Linked DNA regions of Gossypium hirsutum: region 2 is linked to region 1. A link is a contact called in public Hi-C data. All regions are on one chromosome and are shown on one strand. Each heading gives the region's core, a stretch centred on a gene start, on an enhancer-like site or on the middle of the called end of the contact. The rest is flanking DNA. Distances are from core to core; before and after follow the strand shown.

Region 1 (7,387 bases), core at 893-3,392:
AAAAAAGGTTTAAAAAGTTGAGGTGGGAACCCTTACTACCCCAACCTACTCCCCCCCCCCCCCCCCGCGCGGGGGGGCACCACGTTAGAAGCACCCATTTAAACCATCACACAGATACAGACACGATCTGCAAATCAATTCAATGACCTTAGGGTATGGTGTATATCCTTAATTAATAGGCCAAATGCTGGGTTAAAAAAAGTTGTTAATTTTTGTGTATTCTATTAAAGATTAAATTAGTAAATAACAATTCAAGTCATCTATCTACTTGAATGGAGCTCCAACCAGAAGGCTTCTGCACATTGTTCCCCTCCATCAACTGTCTCATTTTCGTAGCAGCATCCCATCTATCTGAGATTGCATAAGTGTTTGACAAGAGAACATAATTTCCACTGTTAGAAGGATCCCGTTCAATAAGGTTGTTTGTGGCAATCTCAGCTAAGACTACATTTCCATGAAGCTTACATGCACCCAACAATATCCTCCACAGTACCACATCTGGATGTACAGGCATTTTCTTAATGAACTCGTAGGCCCTTTCTAGATACCCAGAACGACTTAAAAGATCCACAACACAGCCATAATGCTTCATTTCAGGGGTTAGTCCATGAACTTTTTCCATACTTTCAAAAAATTCCAACCCTTTATCTACCCATCCAGCATGAGTGCAGGCAAGCAAAATCCCAACAAAGCACCCGTGAGTTGGCCCAACACCATCTTTCAACATCTGTGAGAAATATTCAAGTGCAGAATCAGCAAAACCATTAACAGCAAGTCCTGAGATAACTGAAGTCCATGAAACAGAATCCTTCTCTTTCATATCATGGAATACTTCCAAAGCGCTCTTAACCACACCACACTTGAAATACATATCAATCAAGGAGTTTCCAACATAAACATCGGCTCGTATACCATGCTTGCAGATATAGTCATGAACTGCCCGTCCAACATCAAGAACACCCAAGTTGGCACAAGTAGAAAGAACAGTAGCCACTGTAATCTCATCAGGTGTAACCTTTGCAGCCATCATATCTTGGAAAAGCTTCAATGCATCTTTAAATTGGTTAACTTGAGAGTAACCTGTAATCATGGAAGTCCAAGAAATCACATCCCTTTGCTTCATGTTGTCAAAAACCTTCCTTGCTTCAACAACTTGCCCTGCTTTTATGTACCCCTTGATCAATGCATTCCAAGACACTAAATTTCTCTCAGGCATTCTATCAAAAACTTCCCGTGCTAAATTAACCAAACCACGTTTTCCATACATATCTATCAAAGTGTTACCCAAATAAACATCAATATGAATGCAATTTTCCTCAATATATTTAACCATAGAATCTGCCAAACCCATGTTATCTGTATAACAAGAAGCTAAAATAACTTTCACCATTGTCACAGCATCAGCTTTCACATTAGCTTCTTGCATTGCGTTAAACAAACCCAACAATTCCTTGAACTTTTTGCATTGACTGTACCCACAAATCAAAGAATTCCAAGAAACTAAATCTCTTTTCCCCATTGTATCAAACACTTTCCTCGCAAAATCCAAATCACCACAGCTAGAGTACATATGAATCAACGCATTTGCAACGAATAAATAGGAATCAAACCCTCGTTTCACAGCATGAACATGAAACTTTTGACCGGTTTTAATATCTATAACTCGAGCACAGGCCTTGAAAACAAAAATAAAAGTGATATTATCACCAGAAAAACCGTGGAAACAGTACATTTTGTAATAGATTTTAATACCTTCAATGGGTTGGGTACTCTGGGAAAAACCACGGATCATGAGATTAAAGTTTAACAAAGTGGGTAGTTTAATTTGATTGAAAACGAGATAGGCTTTGTGCAAATGAAAGGGATCAAGACAGTAAGCTCTGATAACGGAAGATATTGAAGAGGAATCATCGTGGCGGTGGGTCTTGATTAAATACGCGTGAAGCTCTTTAGCGACGGTGATAGACAGAGGATTCTTGGTTACTCGATCTGGTTTTAAACCGGACGAGAAGCTGGTGACACGTCGCGAAATGGGTCTTGCGAGTTTCATGAACAGCGGAGGTTCAAGTAGCAGAATATTTGGAGTCAAATTCTTGTAGTAGGCTCACGATGTATGAACTTGTTTCTTATATCTTGCCATCATTTTTAGCCTTAATGTATGATTTGGCACCCGAAGTATACCTGTTTCCTCATTTTAGTATTAAAATTTGTTGGCTTAATTCATTATTTTATAGATTAATTATTTTATTAGTTAATAATATATTATTTTTAAAATAAATATTTTTAGGGTAATTTTTAGCTTGGGATATTGGCAATGGTGAGCGATAATGGTGGCAGGCCTAATACCGGCATTGGGAGAGCAACTAAGAAAATGAAAAGGCAATCGAAGTCATCACAAGAAGCGGATGATCCAATAGTTGATGGAGATAGTTAGCAAATCCAAAATCAGGATACAACCAGAATCTCATATAAGGCAACGCTAATAAGGGATGTCCATGAGGCAGGACAACACATTAGAATAAAAGAAGGATTTGAACTGCAAGATGGGGCATGGTTACGGAAATGGTGGACGGAGTTCCATTGATTACCTTTTCGGATCGTGTTCACAAATTTATTGAGCATAAAATGTCAAGAACTATGATCGTCAAGCTTTTAGGGTCCAAAATTGGGTTTAACGCACTTAGCAACAAGATTACGATTATGTGGAAACACAAAGGCTCATTCCAACTCGGATTTGGAGAATGAGTTTTACTTGGTTTAGTTTGATGATACAGATGATTACAACAATGTTTTAATAGGAGGCCCTTGGGTTGTTTATGGTAATTATTTGACGGTTCGTCCATGGTCTCTAGATTTTTCATCCACTAATGCTGATATGAGTGTTCAAGTTGTTTGGATTAGATTACTAGGTTTAATTGAAGGGTTCTACTCAAAGGTCTTGCTCAGAGCTATTGGGCAGATTATTGGATCGGTTATCAAACTCAATATTAATACAAATCTTGCAAGGAGGGGTCATTTTACTAGATTAGCGGTCTGTGTTGATTTGCAGAAACTGTTAATTTCAAAGGTGAGAATCAATGGTCAATTATAGCGGGTTGAGTATGAATCATTATGAAACGTCTATTTTCAGTGTGGTTTATACAACTATAGCTCTGAAGGTTGCATTGGCACGAAAGAACCGTAACCGGGCAAGGAAAATGAATCGTTAGGAACAGTTGGGGTTTCATCGGGTATCTAGAAGTGAGTGGAGGAAGAGGCCTTTGGCCCTTGGATGTTGGTTGAGAGGCGTCATTGGGGAAAGGCCCGGAGCAACAGTGAACCTAGAAACGGTGGCCAAAGAGCCAATCAAGGAGGATCTAGATTTTCAATTCTGGGAAAGGAAGATAGATTAAATTAAGACGTATTTAGTGGGCAGGTTGAAGATATGATGCAGGAGGGATTAAATGCTTCATTGGGGTTTTTAATGTAGGAGATCGAATGGAAAAAACGATGGTTAAGGGAGCAAATGAGATTAGGAAGATGGGGCCGAATGGGAAAGGTAAAGGAGAACATAGGCCTAAAGTTGGGCTAAAAATTTTGAAACCCATTAATTCCAATGGGGAAACACCTGGGCTCAACCAGAAAAAATTTGATAATGGCTCCTCTATAGCCCGTGATAAGGTGGAGAAGGTGATTGATGTGGGAGGTTTCAATCCCGTTCAGATTTCGAATCATCTAAATGCTAAAAATCACCAGGCCATTCAGTTTGGTGGTACACAACAGTCTGTTGTATTGTCAGGCAAAGAATTAATGGGTATGATGGTGGGTAAGGAAAAAGGATTGTTCTATTTTGGAACTGGATTTGTTGGAGAGGTTACACTGGATTCGAATCCCTCAATCTTTGTGGAAGGAAATGAATAGTGGAAGAAACTACCAGATAGTTCATTTGTTGATCTAGAAATAGAAATAATAGACGTAGAGGTAGCAGTAGAGGTAGCCATGGAAGAAATTGTGGGTGGATTAGATAGAGATCCTGCTAGCATCAGTTTGCAAGTCAATACAACCATGGTAACTGAGCAGTTTGGAGGTATGGATTCAATTAGTGCCGAAACTAGCTGTTGATTCTATCTTGTTGAGGGGTTTTATCACTTTTTATATTTATGGATACAAAACTTATTTTTTGGAACTGTCAAGGTGCGAGTTACCCCCGCTTTCATAATTTCGTTTCTGATTATAGGAAAGAAGTACATCTAGATGTCATATGTCTTTTCGAAACTCAGACTAGTGGTGATTAAATTGATAAAATTGTTTCATGAATTGGTATGAATAGATCATTTCGGATTGAAGCAAACGGTTTTGTAGGAGGTATTTAGATCTTATGGAATGAATCGATTGCGGTGGACATTGTATGTTTTACTCCCCAATTGGTGCATATGCGAATCATGAATGTGCAAGGATCTTTGTATTTTACGTACTGCATTTTATGCTAGCCCACAGTCGAGAACGAGGAAGGGCCTTTGGAAAGTTCTTAATATCATGGCTGAATCAATTAAAGATCCGTGGTTGATCGCCAACGACTTTAATTCTATTTTGGATGGTTTAGATAGAATTGAGGGAGCGTCAATTTCGCGGGTTGGCTGTAAATGGTTTCAAGAATTCATTTTTAGCAATAGCTTGCGCGATTTGGGTTATAGTGGTCCCAAATTTATGTAGAGCAAGGGTTTTTTATCGTAGAGGCTTGACAGAGCTATTTGTAATTCTGAATGGAACTCTTATGCTCCTAATTGTTTGATACACAACCTCTATCATTTGAAATCTGACCATAGACCAGTCTTGGTATCTTTTAAACCCGAGCTTACTAAGGGTTATAGACCTTTTAGATGTCTTGATAGCTAGATGTTGCATATGTTGATTTTAAATTACTTATCAAACAACATTAAAGGAATGATGAGGGGATCATGAATAAGTTGGAGAGATTTCAAATTGCAATTCAAGATTGGAATAAAAAATTCTATGAGAATTTATTTGTAAGGAAATAGAGTTTACTTACTGAACTGAATCAGGTGCAGAAAATTCTTGACTTAAGAATATTGGTCAGACTTTAGAAACAGTAATTGGATATTCTGCAGAAGTTAGAGGAAGTTCTAAAGCATGAGGAGCTCCTATGGTTCCAAAATTCAAGAATGAAATGGCTCAATTGTGGAGTTAGAAATACTAGTTTTTTCCACAAGTGTACTTTGGCAAGAAAAAAGCGAAACAAGATAGATGGGATCAAAATTGGAAATGAATGGGTTTTTGATGGGGAAGAGCTGAAAAAGCATGCGATGGAGTTTTTCAAGGATCTGTATTCCATAAATTATTCAGTTCGTGGGGTATTACCTTTTCATGGTGCGTTTCCTAAAATTACCTCGGTCAATAAAGATGGTTTGCTCCTCACTGTTTCTACGATACACATGGTAGTTTTTGGTATGTCTCCTTTGAAATCCTCTAGTATAGATGGTTTTCATGCTAAATTCTAGCAATCTAAGTAGGATATTGTAGGCCAATCAAGTTGCTGTCTTGTGCGTCAAATTTTGGATGGTAAGTCATTAGAGCCTACTTTGAATAGAACTTTGATAGTGTTGTTACCTAAAATTTAGGGTCCAGAAAGAATTAACCAATTAAGACCTATAAGCTTATGTAATGTGGTGTATAAGATCTTCACTTTTGGTGCTGGTCAATAGGTTGAGACATTTGATGGTGAAAGTTACGTCACAAAATCAAGCTAGTTTCGTCCTAGGGAGAAGTATTGTGGATAATATTGTTATAGCTCAGGAAGCTATATACTTTTTGAGAGGATTTAGAGGTAACAAGCTTGGAATGGCCCTTAAGATAGATTTGGAGAAGGCTTATGATAAAATTAGATAGGATTTCCTAGAGGATACAATCTATGAAGTAGGCTTGCCTCCATTATTGATCACTGTAATCATGAATTGTGTCTTCTACGTCGTTTCAGATTTTGTGGAATGGTTCAGCCACTAATGCATTTTTTCCAATGTGAGGAATAAGGCAAGGTGATCCTCTGTAACCTTATCTTTTTGTGTTATGTGTAGATAGATTGGGACATCTCATCGACAAAGCTGTAAAACGTGGAAGTTGGTCACCATTATATCTATCAAGAAGGGGTCCTGTTCTATCTTATTTAATATTTGTAGAAGATCTCCTTCTCTTTTGCGAAGCTAACAGGGTTCAAGTATCTAAAGTAAAAGGAATTCTAAGTTTATTTTGCCCTTTCTTTAGTCAAAAGGTGAATAAAAAGAAATCCCAAGTATTCTTCTTGTTGGAAAAATGGGTTTGGAAAACGCAGCAGAAAATAAATTTAGGGAAAACTAGAGTTTAAAAAATTTTCCAAAACAATATCTTGGTTATGATATCTAGAGCAATAAACACTTAATCAAAATTGTACATTTTCAATTCGTCTAGGATGAGCGCTTCAACTGAGTAGTCTTCTTCACTATCCTCAAGCTTACGTTTGTCGAGTGTGGGCTTATTTCGAATTAGAAAATTTTTCACAAAAAATACTAGTAGGGTAATTTTATAATTTCTCTAAACTTTTGGATCAAGTTCTAAATTAGAAAAATATCTCTAGAAATTTTCTAAAATAATCTCTTTAGAAAATTTTCTCTCTACAATTTTCTCTTGAACTCAAGTGTATGTAAATAATTATCCAAGGCTCTCTTTAAAACGGGAGAGTTTAGAGACTTCAACTATGATTAAACTTAATCACTTTAATATTAAGTTTAATCTAATATTTATCTTGATAAATATTATATTAATTTAATATTAAATCTTATTAAAAATAATACAATATAGATAAATATTAAATTAAATTAAATATTAAGATAATCACGTTAACATTAAATTAATAAAATACTATTAAGATAAGTATTAAATTTAATTTAATATTAAACTATTAAAATAATATTATTTTTGGAATAACTAATATGAAATCAAATTCTCTAGTAAAGTCCTAGTAGGAGTGTAACTCTTTCACTACTCAACCACCAACAACCAATCATCGTCGGCCATCGGGACATCGCCATCGCAGCCACTGGCATCGCCATGTCCAGTGATGCAGGTGCGACACCCTTATGGCACTCCAAGTTGGTTCGGCTGTTTTCGGATTGGTCCGGGTCAATGACGAATTGATTGGTCCGGTCTAGCCACCGATTGAACTGTTGGCCTGGTTTTACATACCGGGTCCTGTTGAACCAGTTTCTGGGTCTTGGTCTGGTTTTGGGCTCTTAGGCCCAAGTACAATCTTAGACCCAATTTTCAAGTTCAATTACCCATTGGGCCAATTTTCTAACTTGAAAATTAAATTCCAAAAATTTCATATTAATTTTAATTGATTTGATTAATTTAATTT
Region 2 (7,353 bases), core at 1,825-4,324, 330 kb after region 1:
TCAAGCCTTAGCCCATAAACTGCCATCAGTGTTACGACACTGACGTGATGAGATGAATTTATGGATCAATAGTGTTTTAGCCCGCACAACAAACTTTAATGCAAAACGTTAGCCGAATTAGGTCAATGGAAAACGACCAACCCTAAGCCCATAAATAGATAGCTCAAATCACTTTATAGACAATTATTATTCAAGTTTTAGTTTACGACTTTCAATTTGTTTTATTTATAGTTTCTCTTTAGTTTATTTTGTACTTAGGTTTCTCTTCATTTGTAATTCTATTTTAGTTCTTATTTCGTTATTCACGGAACTCAATTTATGGATCAATCAACTCTTTGTGGATTACTGTTTGCACTATTATCAATATATCAGGATTCTTCTTAAACTCTCTTATTGATGTATTCTTTATGTCTATCATTTTAATCAAGTTTATGATGTTTACTAGATCCATAGGGAACTAATCCATTAATAGGAGATTAATGAGTGGATGTGAGAGTAATTAACTTCTATGTATGGTCTCTTAGCAGATCAGCTGGTTGGGGTAGGAAAAGCTTAAAACCCTAGGCTTGACGACCCTAGGAAGTCAAATAGGTAGGAATAAACCCAAAATTAGTATTATCTATTTATGAAAACCTTACCCCAATCCGGTCTAGACTATGAGGTCGAGAGATAAGTAGTTCTTGCTGACTCATCAGGTTAGTGGAAGGCCGAGAGGTCCTGCTAGGTTAATGACTAGTTGATTACATAGATCCCGAAATAGGAAGTTAGCTATGAACATCGAAACGAGTTAGTCTTTTATCATAGATGTGATAAAATTTATAAATTATTTTCCCTAGTTATTTTTATGTTCTTTTAATATTTTTAATAAATTAGTATTTTCCATCACTTTAGGCTTAATCATAGTATAGTTTAATCAAATTACTAATTAGACCCATTATCGTAGAAATTAGGATTAGTTTAGTTTTGCCTTCCTTAGGTACGACCCTTAGAGTACTTACCTACTTCGTTGTAACTATATTACAACCTGACTCGTTACTTGCGAAAACCGCCTAAGTCTTATATTTGATTGCAGTATTCACACTCTAGATGTTAGTACGTCTGGAGGTGGTCAGGCATTGAGCTTGATGTTTGAGAATCTCACTCTATTGAAAAAGTGTCTATTAGCAGTGAGTGGAGGTAGGCTACTTAAGAGGAATATGATACCTTGATCTGTAATAACACCTAGACATTGATTCCATCACCTCCAGGTCGTAAGTTAATTAGTTGCAAGTGGATTTTTAAGGTAAAATGCAATCCGGATGGCGATATGGCTCTGCGAGAAGGGAGATTGGTTGTTAGAGCGTGTTCTTAAGTACATGGATGTGAGTTTCGGGAGAGATTCCTTCCGGCCGTCAAGCTGACTACGATCTATACTATTCTTTCTTTTATTGGCACTAAACAACGGCAGTTGTGACAGGTGGATGTGAACAGTGCATTTCTTAACAGTGATTTGATGGAGGAGGTGTACATGCAACAACCTCCAAGTTATGTTAAATTATGTTCAAACTGATGTGAATGGACAACAACTAGTTTTTCGATTGAATAAAGCATTGTATGGGTTACGACATGCTCCGAGAGCGTGGTTTGACAAGTTGAAAGCACTTCTTTTTTTAGTCGGGTTCAAGCTTTCTAAGTCTGATGAGTCATTATTTGTTCGTGTTACTGATACATTTTGTTTGTATGTGTTGGTATGTGGACGACATAATCATCACTGGTGATTCAGATACAGAAATTGATGTCTTTGTTCATCGGTTACACACTAAATTTTTGCTCAAGGATATGAGGCTACTTCATTATTTATTAGGTATTAAGGTTGCTCAACTTAATGGTAGTGGTTTACATCTAAATCATACTTATATATATTACAAAATCTTGGTAACATCGAGATTTAATTTATTAATATGTGGCATACTCATTTTTTGTATTTTAAAAATAAAATAAAATATTAAAATTATAATACATTATATGAATAATATCAATAATTTAAATATTTAGAATACATAATTACAAACTCTCCTGGGTTTTATAAAATTGATAAAATTTTAACAATTAAAAACATCATATTAATGGATCAAAATTTAAGTTTATAAAAAAATATTAAATATTTGAATATTTTTAAATAATATTATTTCAAATATATATTATTTATAAATTTAAAATTTAAAATAATTACTTTTGTTATTAATTAAAATTATGGAGGTGATGATATCAATAAAAAATTGCTATTTAATTACAAATCTAAAATAATATTTTAAATAATAATAATTAAAATAAAATCTTAATTAACGTATTTTGTAACCATTACACGATTATTTTCTTAAATTAATATTTATATATAAATTATTTTTTTAATCTCAAACATTATATTCACTTATTTAAATGAATAAGCTTACTTCTAATTTTTTGATAAATTGCAATAATAATTTTGAAAATAAATAAACAAGAAGAAGATATTCATTTATTCAATTAGAATAATCTAAAATGAATTTAAGACAATACAATAGAAACTTCTAGCTTTTGTGAATAGGCAATTTCCTTTTTCGACTTATCCATGTTTTGTTAAATTATTTAAAGGTACTCAACATTCCTAAATTACAATTTAAGTCCTCATTGTTTCCAACCTTTTAAAAAATAAAGAAATTATTTTTACTAAAATTAAAAAATTAGATCCTATCATTTTTATTTGTTCTAAAAAATTACCTTTCAGTAAAAAATCAAATAAATTATTTAAATAATTATAGATTTTATTTTGTTGAAAATAATTATTGTTATGTTCCAAAGTCTAATTTTATAAATAAATACAACTACAAAAAAAATTAATACAAATATAAATAAACGCCAAAACAATCCCTAACCAAATCTGAATGCTGAAAATCTTTTATTTGTTTTGTATTCGCGAAAATTGGATATATAAGAGATAACAAAAAAAAGAAAAAGAAAAAGAAAATTATATATAGAGAGACACACGGAATGGCGGTAGCTAAACCAAAATGGGCCTCTAAAAATTGCTTTGGACTCCAAAAATCAGGTCGAAACATAAAATTGTCCAGGAATAAAAATTTGCCCAAAATTTGAATGTGGACCTAGGCTCGGCAGGAATTTGGACTTTGGACCTTTTGGATCAAATAATTGAAAACAATATAATTTCAATTCCAAAAACAAATTAATTTTTGTTTTTCTATTCCTCAAAAGCAATTTTCAAAGGTCCAATTAAAATGAAATTATTTTATTAATTAACTTCAAAATTAATTTATTTTAAAATAAAATACAAATGCTAAATTCTATTAAGTATCAAGTTAATTCGAAAATTCAAAAATCAATCTCAATCTCTAATTTAAAATTAACCTTTTAAATCTCATTCTAAAATTCATTTGATATTTAATTTAATTCTAAAATTAGATTAAAAAGTTAACTTATTTTCAAAAGCTGAGATAAATACAATTAAATCAAATCAAAGCACAATAAATTAAAAAATTAAAATAAAATTAAGTGTTTATATTTTCAGGATATTTAAGCTTCTACAAGAAGAACGATATTGACTAGATTAATATTTAATTGAGATGTTTATATAAAATTAAATATATAAATAAGTTATATTATTTAATTGGAAATATTTATAGTATGTGATGATATGATGTATGGTGGAGGTCCTCGAGGAAAAGTGGAAAAGAAAATAGTGGTCAATGGCAATCATTACAAGGGAGAAGTAATGTGTTAATAAATAAATAAAGGAAAAGTAAAGAGAGGAGCCTAAATGACGGAAAAGGAAAAAAGGGATAAAAGGGAGTAGTTGAAATTTTACTAATCATCGCTCCTGCATCTCTTCCCTATTATCTTTCTTTCTTTCAATTAAATCAATGTTACAAATAGAACCTGTTTAAGGGGTGAGCCCACTTAAGATGATATTAATTGAAAAACAATATATTAAATATAAAAATTCCTTAAAAATAATAATTGGATAATTAACTGGTTTATAACTTTAGATGAATCAGCTTAAACATAAAGAAATAGTAGATATTTATAGCCTTCCAAGTGTTTCATGCATGGTTAATATAAAATGGGAAAAGATGTTAGTAGATTTAATATTATATCTTTTTTATGAATGCCTTAAATGAGTTGAAAGTTTAGTTATGAATACCTTAAACCCACGTTGGGTTTGTGAACGGAGTATAGCATTATAATCAGTAATTTAATTGTTTGGTTTTATGAAATGAAATAGAGCTGTAATAGTATTTTTGTATTTGATTGAATGGAATAAATGTTGTAATAGCATAAGAAAAAAAGCTTAAATGACCAAAGTACCCTTAGCATAATTTTTTTAGGTAGATTATTGTTATTGTTATTAAATTTTAATAAGATTATAATTAAATATAATTTAATAAAATAATATATAATTTAATAACATTCTTAATATAGTTATTATTAAAATATGAATTAATAAAAATCATAATATATAATATTAGAAAAATAATATATAACCTACTTTTTTATTTTTAAACTACAATGCATATTTAATGTGCTAAAATATCATTAGTGAAACAAATAATTTAATTATCTTCTAAACTAAAAAGCAAAAGATTAGAAATAATAAATAGCTTAAGAATTATATTTTACATCCAAACATAATGTTCATACATTTAACAAAAAGTTACATGATGTCATTAACTTATATGTCATAATCTATATGTTAAATTTTACAACATCAAAAAGTTGCAATAGTGTGTGGCATTCTATCATGTCATTATACCATCCAAATATTACATATACAAAAAGTTATCGAAACACCACCAACACAACCATGGTTTTTAATGGTCATAAATAAATTTTCTCACCCATTCCAATCGCACAGAAGAAGGTAGACTAAAGAAAACAAGCATTTGCATTGGATGATCTAGAACTTTGCTTAATGCATGATAGTGCTCATCCTCAGTTAATCCTTCTACTTCACATAAGGCCAAATATAATTTTTGGGCACTTTCTTGAATAACCGTTTCTGACTTCCATTGAATTAGCATTCTGGAGGCAATGCTCCTACTTAATTTAAAGCCAATAGTCTTTATGTTTCCCCCAATAACGTGGCAACATTAGTAAATAAAGTATAAATTTTTTTCACTCAAAGAATAAATCTTTGTATTTCTTCTTTGAAAATGTGGAACCATCTTGGTTTGGCTTCGACGTTTACGATTGTGTAGACGAGACATCCATATTGTCCAAGGAAACATCATCTTTGCATATAATTGTTTCTTTCTTCAAAATTCTTTACAGTAGGTACATCCTCAACATCTACTTCTTCATCAATATCTGCAGTTGTTTGAACATCTTTCCCAGTGGCTCGATATTTTGTATATATGGAAGTAAATTGGTCATAAAGAGGGAAACTACAATGTCTGAATTGACTGGCTGGTTTATGACTCTATAAAAAAAATAATCCACATTAGATATAAGTTTAGTCAAAACAAGATAATAAAGATAGGAAATAATTCTTATACTTATATATGAGTTCTACACAATATCTTCAGCAACAATCATCTGTCTATGCTCGTCCCAACCAAAGCCACTATTGTCTTTTCCAATGAGCATGTCGTAAACGATTGCCCAATCCCTTTTCAGTGTCCTAATCATCGATTCAAGATTAGGTTTGGCTTTCAACATAGCATGAGGTAAAACTTTTTCTAACATTCTTTCTAGTTGCATTAAAGGTTCCAACATTGTGCAAGTCGACCATACAGGCAACCAACACAACATTTTCTTCTGGAACCCATTTCCTTTTTATTCCTCGAGAATTTTGGAAAAAAGTATTTAATTGTGAAAAGCTTGACATAACTATCTTAAGAAAAAAGTGTAAATTAAAATTAGGTTTGATATTATGAATTAGAAGGTCAGCACTTTATAAAATTATAACACATGACGAATCAAAAGAAAATAAATTAAAGTTACAATTGAACAAGTCCAGTACAATACATAAAGGCAATTCAAGCAGAACCAAAGTTTTGTAAACTAGATACATGAAATAACATAAACAAATTAACCTTCTACTATGTTTTAATAAACCTAATTAATTTCTAGATGCTTTCCATTCATAAAACATTTGATTGGGTAGTTCCATCCTCCAAATAACCCATGCATCTGATGGATAAATATTTATGATATTCGGATCATCACCATATATCGCATTAATAGGTAAACCTTTTACCAAATCCACTTCAATAGGATCAAGACTCATATAAGTTTAAATAATATTATAGAGCAAACAACATGCAATAATGATTTTATTATGCACCCTCATACCTCATAGGATAGAATGATGGACTCCTAAGTATCCCCTATCTAGGCTTTTATAACCCAAAGCATATTTCAATAACATTGTGTGCTGAAGAATGTTTCATATTAAAAAGTTCTTCTGGAGTACTTGGTTGGTAACCTTGACATCACTCATTCAAATGATATCTTTGTCCTCTAAAAGTCACAAGAAATTCTTCATAGTTTTTGTAATCATCATCAACTAGATAATAACAACCTATAAAAAAGAAAAAAAAACTATTTATCATGGTTAACTTTCCCAAAAAAGTATGATCTTAAAAATTAATTCAAATTCCTCCAATTCTGCACTTTACCATGAGAAGCTTTTAGTGTATGTCTCCTAGTAATGGCATCTCGAAGAACTTGTCCATCAGTAACAGAACCTTCCCAACCAAGAAGAACATAAACAAAATACATATTAGGTGTACAAACACTTAACGTATTTGTTGCTATGTCACCTTTTTGTGTTCGATATCTAGGTTTATCAACTTTTGGAACTGTAATCTTAATGTGGGTTCTATCTAAAGCACCTAAGGAATTCTAAATCACGTGTATAAAACCTCAGGATAGGATACTATATTTAAATCTAAATCAACTGAATTATGTACAAGCTATATATAGAACTCACTCTAATACCTTGAACCATTTCCACCTTGGGTATATAAAATTAGCTAAAATTGGCTTTGCCTTTTTAAATAACATATCTTCTAAACATATGACAACATTTAAAACATTGTGAGATGATCTACTAACAGTTTTCCTAGACCTATTAAAGTGATGCTTGATAACTCAGTTTTTAAGGTGATGAGAAAGATATGTTAGAACATTGTCATTTGCTCATCAACAAGCATGTTCCTTGACGGCTTCAATCCTCCTAAAATTTGTAACATCTCACATAGTTCTGAAAGAAAAAGTAAGTAGATTCTTCCTACCTTGTTTAATACAGGTCTCATCACTAGCATGTACAAGTCTTTTCACATAATCTCATTGTGCATAAAAATCTAAAATATATGA

The links. Hi-C and Micro-C count contacts between places; a contact is called where the count stands out from the background.
Region 2: a Hi-C map of leaf shows a contact between it and region 1, with 3 times the contacts expected there. The contact joins the enhancer-like site here to the promoter of LOC107936467 in region 1. A contact is called at or near these places in 10 of 34 Hi-C or Micro-C datasets (callus, leaf and petal).

What each region holds. Positions count from the first base shown.
Region 1 is chrA09:29,079,612-29,086,998 of Gossypium_hirsutum_v2.1, forward strand. It overlaps LOC107936467 (pentatricopeptide repeat-containing protein At2g29760, chloroplastic), which reads right to left and starts at 2,143. Exons shown (of 1, transcript XM_016869195.2): 1 at 135-2,143. The coding sequence starts at 2,050. The coding sequence ends at 257.
Region 2 is chrA09:29,403,702-29,411,054 of Gossypium_hirsutum_v2.1, forward strand. No RefSeq gene overlaps it. Among protein-coding and RNA genes, the nearest start is that of LOC121206865, 25 kb to the left of the region's middle. Within about 2 kb of position 3,075, at least 1 of the 9 cell types and tissues checked has an H3K27ac peak or open chromatin away from gene starts, as enhancers often do. A contact at or near this core is called in leaf, where this site is marked.